Linked DNA regions of Macaca mulatta: region 1 is linked to region 2. Evidence: chromatin contacts called from public Hi-C data. All regions are on one chromosome and are shown on one strand. Each heading gives the region's core, a stretch centred on a gene start, on an enhancer-like site or on the middle of the called end of the contact. The rest is flanking DNA. Distances are from core to core; before and after follow the strand shown. Region 1 holds the start of RTRAF (RNA transcription, translation and transport factor). Region 2 holds the start of LOC144330256.

The links. A called contact is a pair of places that touch in the nucleus more often than the background predicts.
Region 1: a contact with region 2 is called in a Hi-C map of fetal cortical plate, with 2.7 times the contacts expected there. The contact joins the promoter of RTRAF here to the promoter of LOC144330256 in region 2. A contact is called at or near these places in 2 of 14 Hi-C or Micro-C datasets (blood and fetal cortical plate).

The regions. Positions count from the first base shown.
Region 1 is chr7:125,182,220-125,186,548 of T2T-MMU8v2.0, forward strand. It overlaps RTRAF (RNA transcription, translation and transport factor), which reads left to right and starts at 2,888. Exons shown (of 8, transcript NM_001266427.1): 1 at 2,888-3,030. The coding sequence starts at 2,970.
Region 2 is chr7:124,877,671-124,881,851 of T2T-MMU8v2.0, forward strand. LOC144330256 reads right to left here and starts at 1,393. Exons shown (of 2, transcript XM_077941029.1): 1 at 500-1,393. The coding sequence starts at 1,325. The coding sequence ends at 870. The region is part of intron 1 of FRMD6 (FERM domain containing 6); the gene reads left to right.

The DNA.
Region 1 (4,329 bases), core at 1,638-4,137, 310 kb after region 2:
AATGGCCTGTCAAACCTATGATCAACCATTAGATTGGAGTTCAGGTCATTTGATAATAAAAGTTGGTTTCCAAATCCTTCTACCAAAAAGACACGTGCATTCTCATGTTCATCGAGACATGGAGTCAACCTACATGCCCATCAAAGGCTGACTGGATAAAGAAAATATGGTACCTATACCCCATGGAATACTATGCAGCCATAAAAAGAACAAATATTATGTCCAAATTTGCAGCAATATGGATGCAGCTGGAGGCCATTATCCTAAGCAAGTTAACACAGGAACAGACTACCAAATACCACAAGTTCTCACTTATAAGTAGGAGCTAAACACTGGGTACTCATGAAAACACACACACACAAAAGTTGCTTTCCTTTTCTTGAAGTATACAGAGGGCTTGGTCTTCAGAAATGGAATTATGTAAGATTCACTTACTGTTGGACACTCCATTCAGCATAGGCCAAAGAACTCCTTCAAATTCAGGGGGAAAAAAAGATAACTGGGTTTTAACATAAAAAATGGATTAATATTTGTAATATGTTATACTTCTTTTCCAAAATTTGCTTTATTCCCTGTTCAAGTCTGATGGGTCCCTTTGGCATTCTGCATTGTCAGAATCTTCCTCTGACCTCCCCATTCCTTGTGGTGGCCAGGGCTGATGACCAGGGACAGTCTTAAGTTGCTGACAATGGGGACCCTGAAGTAGAAAGACTAGGCCAGGAGTAAACAACTTCATTTTTTGCATTGAAAGGTCAATTTCAGAAAACAAATGGTAAGAGACTTTTTCCTTATTTTTTTTTAAAGAAATTCATTGTCTGCAATTGTGTTTCTCCCCCTTTTTAATTTATTATTTGTATGTAAGTACTTACTATTTTCCCTTCCTTGATTGGTTCATTTTTTTGATTTTTTGGTTAGTATTTCATTAATTATACAATTAGCATGCACCACAATATGAGACCTGCATCGTTGATCAAATTTTGTTGGAACTGAGACACCCTTGAACTGGTTTTCTTGATTCACTCTATAAGCATCTTAATTGAAAAATATAGATTATCTTACAATGCCCCCTTAAAACTAAAGCTGTATTCTGGCCTCTGTACTTCTTTTTATTACTATTATTTTTGAGATGGGGTCTTGCATGTTGCCCAGGTTGGCACGATCATGTCTCACTGCTGCCTCAACCTTGCAGGCTCAAGTGATCCTCCCACCTCAGCCTCCCGAGTAGCCGGGTCCACAGCATGCACTAGCATGCCCAGCTAATTTTTCCTTTTTTATTTCTTTCTTTCTTTTTTTTTTTTTTAAGTTTTAGTTTTAGTAGAGACAAAGTCTCACTATGTTGCCTAGGCTGGTCTCAAACTCCTGGGCTTGAACTATCCTCCCACCTCAGCCTCCCAAAGTGCTGGGACTACAGGCATGAGCCTCTGCACCCGGCCTGCACTTCTTTGTAGTACATTTTATACTTCTTGTAATTCACTTACCCTTTCTAACTCTAGATTATAAGTATTTATTTACACATCTATGTTTGTCATTATACTTAAATTTCCTGAAAATAGAGACTGTAGTTTACTCATTTGTATACTCCACAGATCCTAAGTGTTTAATTAAAATCTGTTGAAATGAAATGAAACATACATAGTTGGCTTACCCTCAAGAATTTCAATAGCTTCCCTTAGCTTGCCATGAGAGGCTTGTCCTAATCAGACCCCTGCCTTTGTCTATAGTCTTATCAGCTGTCATTCCCTCTCACCCTCAGCCGCTACAAGCTCTAGTCCCTCTGGGCCATGCTGTTGCTCATTTCCTGCTTTATACAGCCTCTTCCCTCAAACTAGGTTACCCTTTTGACTGCACGGTGAATGCCTCACCATCCTCAAGCCTTAGTTTATACTTATCTATTTATTGTTTCCCTCATTAGCCTTTTAAACTCCATGAAAGTAGGGGCCTGGTCTGTCTTGTTCACTGCTCTCTCTCCACTGTCTGAAAAGCAAGTAGAGACTGGATCAGGAAAGATCTTAAATACAATATAGAGTTTTGATTATTTCTAGGAGGTAACCAGGAATCACTAAAACATAAGCAGAGAAAGTTATGGACAGTTTTTTGCTTTAGAAAAATCTCTCTCATTGCTGTGTGGGGGAATGGTGTGGAGAAAGCAGGACTGGCCCTAAGAAATCAGTCAGATAATTAGAGTAAGCAAAAGTGATGAGGGTCTGATTTGTGGCTGTATCAGTGGGGTCCAGAAGGAGGTGAGGGATTTGAGAGTTAGGGGAGAATGGCAGGAATTGGTGACCTACTGGATGCTGTGACCGAGGGTGAAGGGGAGTGAGGGACGGGAGTGAGGGACGGGAGTGAGGGACGGGAGTGAGGGACGGGAGTGAGGGACGATCTCGGCTTCAGATTTCACTCTGGCTGAGGATATCTGGAACGATCGCATCGTATTAACAGTTGTATGTGTACCTGTGGATCACTCCCAACTAGTCTGAAAGCATCTTACTACAGGGACTTTGCTTTGTCGTCTTTGTATTAGAAGAGCACCTATTATGTAGGAGGAGTAATAAATGAACGAATAAATGAATGAATGCACTCAAAACACTAAACAGTAATTCTGTAATCCAACGGGAGGTACAGCGAATACTAAAAGCCTACATATACTATTCTCTGCATGTCATAGCAAGAAAGAAAGGAAAGTAGCTTCCCATTGGTTTTCTGCCTAGTGTACAACCAGGAAGCTGACAATAAAGTTTATTTGAGCGACGTCGTGCGCCGACGTGGCCCCGCCTCCCCAGTCGGAGCCTCGATTGGTGGGCATTTGCCGGCGGCCACCGCTTAAGCTACGATTGGCGGAGGCCGCCGTCATTTCGGAGCGTCCAAGCGCCAACCCGCCCTCTCGCCGCGTCGCCGGTGCCTGCGCCGCCCGCTCCACCTCGCTTCTCTCCCGGCCGAGGCCCGGGGGACCAGAGCGAGAAGCGGGGACCATGTTCCGACGCAAGTTGACGGCTCTCGACTACCACAACCCCGCCGGCTTCAACTGCAAAGGTGAGGCGACGGCCTTGGGCCGGCCGGGTGTCCCTGACCTGGGCGGCGGTCCCAGCCTCAGTGCCCCCACCCCACCTCCCCGTCGGGACCCTCGGCGGCCTGGTTTCCGCCGCCGGCCTTCGGGCCCCTCTCCTCTGGGTCGCCACGCACCTCGGCTCTTCGCCGCCCCTTCCCGGCTTCAAAGTCCTCTCACCTACTCCTGTCTCAGCATGTTACTTTCTGCACTTGCTTAACTCCAAACACCATGTAACTAGCTTCTCAGCACATAAAAGGAAGAGCATTCGTCTTTCTCACTCACTATTCAACTCCACGGTTCCCTGGGTAATTAGGCGATACCTTGAGCACCTGCTAATTATGGGCCAGCGCGGTGCTGGATGCTGAGGAAGGTGCTAACTTGAAGACTAGCTCACTGCCTGCCAGGAGCTAAAGGGTCGAGGGGTGCGAGGGGTGGAAGCAGTCAGAACCCACTGAGCGGTTTGAGACAGTACACAATGAAGTCAGGACCGATCACAGTGGGAGGGTAAGCGCGTGTAGTAACGGGCTAGTTGTGTTGTGTGGTCTTGCAAAAAAAAGTTAATAGCAGATGAATGGGAAGGTTGAATTGTAAATACAAAGGTATTTGGGATTTTACAGCATTAGAATTTTAAAAAGTAATAACGTTGCTACTCACTGTAACAAAACTACTGCCCACTACTACTCATTTCTTTTGTATAGTTCTGGCCTGTGATAGACTGGTAAGTTTGAAAGTGATCAAGTATAACTTGTGATACTCAGACCATTGTATAATTCTCAAGACCTTATAATGGAAGCTTGAATTTGACTCACAAATTGAAAATAATATCTAAGCAGGATGTCAGTGTTTTGTTGATCTCTTGTAGAAGCATATCAAATTATAATCTGTTGTTTTTCTGCTTTAACAAAGTAACGATGAAAATAGAGCCTTGTTCTGAATTGGAATCTTTGAGTCTCAATGTTCTTTTCTGTAAAACGGGATATTACCTACCTCAAAAGAGGTATGGGGAGGATTAAACAAAACAGTGTATGCATTTAATGTGCAGTTAACATTACATGACAACAGTAGTCACAGTTTTTTGTCATTTAATTTCTTTTACTTTTGTTATTTATTTTACTTTATTACTTTGCTATAAATTTAACTTTGCCCTGTCTCCCCTTTCTGTCTGCAAAGGAACTGGAATATTAATATTTAACACTTAAATAGCAAAACTATGTGCCAGGCACTGTTTTTATCCGTATTTATTTTATTTAAGAAACTTCTTAAATAAAACAACTTCTTTTAAT
Region 2 (4,181 bases), core at 143-2,642:
TCTGAGAGCATCAGATTTTGGATAGTGTCCTTTCTCAGGTCCTGTTTTCTTGTCTCCTCATCCCATTTTCAAAGCCAGACAAATAAACCCCCTCACTCCTTTAGCGAAGGGCTCAGTGAGGGCGTTTTGCCACCCGTGGCCAGGGGTCACTGGGTCAGCAAAGTCAGAGGAAGCCTTGAAAGGCAGAAGGCCAGGAGACTGACGCCCTGCGGGACTAGGGGCCAGGTGCTGGGTGTCTCTCCTTTCGTCTGCGGTCCCCAGCAGCAGGTCCTGGTGGGCGCAGACTGACTGGAGAGGTGCAGCTCGTCCCCTCCTCAGACCCCGAAGTGGCAATGAAACCTCCATCTCCTGGCTTGATTCTTAGTGCTATAAAAAAATCTTCCACTGGCCCTTTGCATCTCTAGCCCTCCATCCCCCAAAGCCACTAGCGGGAGGGGACAAAAATAATTTCTGAGGGGCCACGGGCACTAAAACCACAGCAGACAGAGGCTGTGTCTACCTGAGGAACTGGAGAGGTAGAATTAGCGGGGGAGGCTGGGCCTCCTCGGCGGCGCCCCTCCATCCAGCGTGAAACCCACGAGGCGCGGCGTCCCGAGTGGCGGGTGGGCAGGTGGCTGTGGGATTCACGAAGCCTCCTCTGCTGGGGATCGCCTCCTCTCGGAATGGCCTCCCCTCCGGCGATCCGCTTCAGTAAGAAGACGCTCAGGCCAAACAGCCGCCCCCGGCCAGCCCGCCTCGGCTCCGGAGGGAGCGCCCCGAGGGAGCCGAGCCGGCGGCGGAGAGGGCCATTCGGCATAAGGTGGGGAGCCGCCGGGGTCCCCTCGCACCTCCGTCTCCACAGCACGGGGAACGGCCCTGATCGTCGTGGTCTACACCACCGCGTCCACCTGAGGCTCGCCTCGCTTCCTGGGTGCCCAGAAGGGTGGCTTACTCCGTTTTCTCCTGCCCCCAAGTGGCCGCACCCCTCCACGGGACGCTTGGTTGGGTCCAGGGCGGGGCGGACGGGCGCTCCCTGTACGGTCGCTAGCTCGGCGCTCAGCTCCCGCGGCTCGGCTGTCTCCGCGGCCAGTTAGGGCGGGCCGGGGGCGGGGTCTCAGGGGGCGGTGCTTCAGGGGGCGGGGCAGGCGGGAGGCGTGGGAGGGGGGCGGGGCGGACGCGGAGTGCTTCTCTGGCTGGCGGGGCCAAGGGGCTGAGAGGAGCGGGACAGGCTCGGCGCCGGCAGGAAGACTCAGGGGGCTGACCACAGAGCCCAACGCCTGGTGCTCAATACTTTCTCCGAGGTACGAGCAAGAACCCGGTGTCTGGGCCCTTTCCGCTCTCCCCATCGCCCAGCCGCCGCGCCCCGGACGCCCGCTGTGCCCCCTGCCGGCGGGGCGGCGGCGGGACGGGGTTTCGGGAGGGTTTCTGGAAGTCGCGAGTCCCAGCGAAGGCAGTGGCCCCACTCTCCGCCTCTTTCTTCGTTTTCTTCTCGCTCCCTTAGCTCTGGGTGTCGGGCACCGGCGGGAAGGTCGCTTTTCCGCGAGTCGGAGCTCGTCCACTCCGGGACAGGCGGACGAGGCCCTAGGGCAGCCGAGCCTGGCAGCGGGGGAGGCGTGGAGCTCGGGGCTGCTTCAGCGGCGGGGGCGGGAGGCTGGTCCCGGCTGCGGACTGCGCGCCTGGGCTCCGTGCGCCGCGCCTGGTCCTCTGCATCGCGGAGGTCCCCGGATCACAGAGCTCCCTGGCGGGCCCCGGCGCCCAGGTCAGTGTCGCTGTGGCTGGGCGCCGGGACCAGCACCCGAGTCCCGCGCTCCCGGGGGCTGCGCCGTGCAGCCTGTTGTGCGCGCGCAGAGGCCGGACAGCTCGGCTGCGGGAAGGCACCCGAGCGCAGGGTCTGCCCGGAGTCCCAGGAAGTGCCCAGTCGGCGGAGCCGGAGGTTGAGCTGGGGCAGATCGGCGCCAGACTGGGGCCTGGGTGAGATACGAGTTGGGGGCGCGGCCTGCAGAATTTGGGTTTCTGGAGGAGCTTGCGGTGCGCTGGCGGAGCCCCAGGCGAATGGGATTCGGCTCCGGAAGGGCCAGGCACTGTCAGGTATGGACAGCTGGTGTCCACCCGTGTAAATGTAAAGTCTACAGGGATTAGAACAACACCTCGAGTCCTGGGACAGCATAGCCTAATGGTGCGGGCGTTTTCTTAAAAGGCACGAATAGATGGGAAAATGTCAAAATAAGTGTATTTTAAAGTTGAAAGCTGGCAAATTTTTAGGCCGTGCAGTTGTGTAGCTAGTGTCCAAAGAAATATTAGCTCGTTTTCCCCCTTAACACCCTTTTCATTTTTATTTTTTAAGCAAAATCTCTTTTGCCAGTTTTTCCCTCAGGAGCTGTGCATTGCTCACAGCAGGGAAGGAAAACTTCAGCAAGCGTTCTCAGGTTGCTTCTGACTTCCAGCCTGTGCTCTCCAGCATTTCTGAATGTGGAGAAAAAGTATCTCGCTGGACTTTCCGAGTATGATTCCCTTCTGTTCTTCTCTGGGACCGGGCAATGTTTGTTTATGGGTTTTATAAGCATCTATTTAAATTTAGTTTTTGCACGAAATACTCCCTCTTGCCGCAGGGTGTAGTTTGGGGTTTAGAAAATGCTGTTGGAGAAAGCTGCTAGTGGCTTCATTTTCCAAGAATGTAAGTCATTTCCTTTCTGTGATTTCAGGGAGTTGATATTTCACAGCATCAAAACTTTGTGGGGAAAATTTTCCGTAATACATCTGTCATTAAAGAGGCTTGTGACTTTTGGGTTTCCTTCTTAGAGCAGTGCATGAATTTAGGTTCAGCAGTGTTAAAGGATGAGAAGTTTTTTTGTTTGTTTGTTTGTTTTTTAGAATTTAGAGCATTATGAGACTATTGTAGAAATTTTAACAACCAGGACCTACAAATGGCCTGCAGGATGGAGAGTGGGGGAGGGGAGAAGACCAGAAGAGAGGCAGGAAAACAGATGCCTTTGCTGATGTCCTTTGTAGTATAAAACTTAACAGCACCTAATCATTTTCTCAGGTGTGGCTTTGAGAAATAAACGTTTTATGTTAAAAATGAAAATACTTCACAATGTGAGACAGCTGGCATTTGAATACTTTTCCCAGTATGTTTGTAAACATATTGGATTCATATTTCATATTAAAGTGGACATTTAGTAGGATTATTAGATGAAAAGGATCCCCCGGGGGATATCTAATATCATGTTATCTGCAGGACATCTTCTCCAGAAAGACTGTAATATGAACTAATTTTCCCCCCTTTGAGTTGCTTGCAAGAATCTCTGAGATCTGACACTGATGGGCTACAGTAATCAGCAGTTCTTGCAGTACTCAAGACATTTTAAGGGGCAGGAAATCTTTCCTATTTCCAGTATCTCCTTTTTGGGGGCAAGAAGGGTAAGCTGCTAGTTTTAAGTACATAATTTGAATTTACAGATTTATGATGCTCCTGGCTCTACAGGAAAATGCCTGAAAACAGCATGGGCCTGAATGAAGACGCTGCTTTTGAAAGCAAAATGCCAATGTGCTAGGTAACAGTTTTTAGTTACAAATTCTTAAAAAAATTGTTACTCAACTAGGTTAGCTGAAATGGAGGGGGGGTCTTTTTTCTAGTTTTTGGATTTTGTTTCCACATTTAACTATACTTATAAAGCTTTTGGCTTTCTGAACTTATGATGTAATAGACTGCATAGCTTTTTGTGGCAGATGCTTGGAATGAAAGTTTCAAACAGAATTGTTTTTGACTGAGCTGTCAGGTTCAGAGTTGAGTGTAAATGAGTCCTGTCTCACAACTAACTTTTATGATAAAGAAATTCTTTGCAGTTTTCGATTTGAATGTTGCACATTTTGATTTCTAAAGTTGTGGGTTTTTTTTTTTTTTTTTAAGAAAAATAAAACCTGCAAACAATTATTTTATTACATGAAAGCCAGTACCAAGAAAAGATTAATTCAGTCCAGATGTAAAAATGTATGTGAATTTTAGATTTGGATGATCTCAACAAGTTTTCCCTTTTGTTGATGGGACTGCCTGGATCCCAGATGGCATTCACAAATTATCCCTTAGGTGGTTTTCTGAGTTGAGAACGAAATTTCTTGGGCTTTCCCTAAAGTCGATTTATTACTAAGTCTTCTAAAGGATAGAAAGTTTTTTGCATTAGTACATTTTTCTGTTCGTTAAT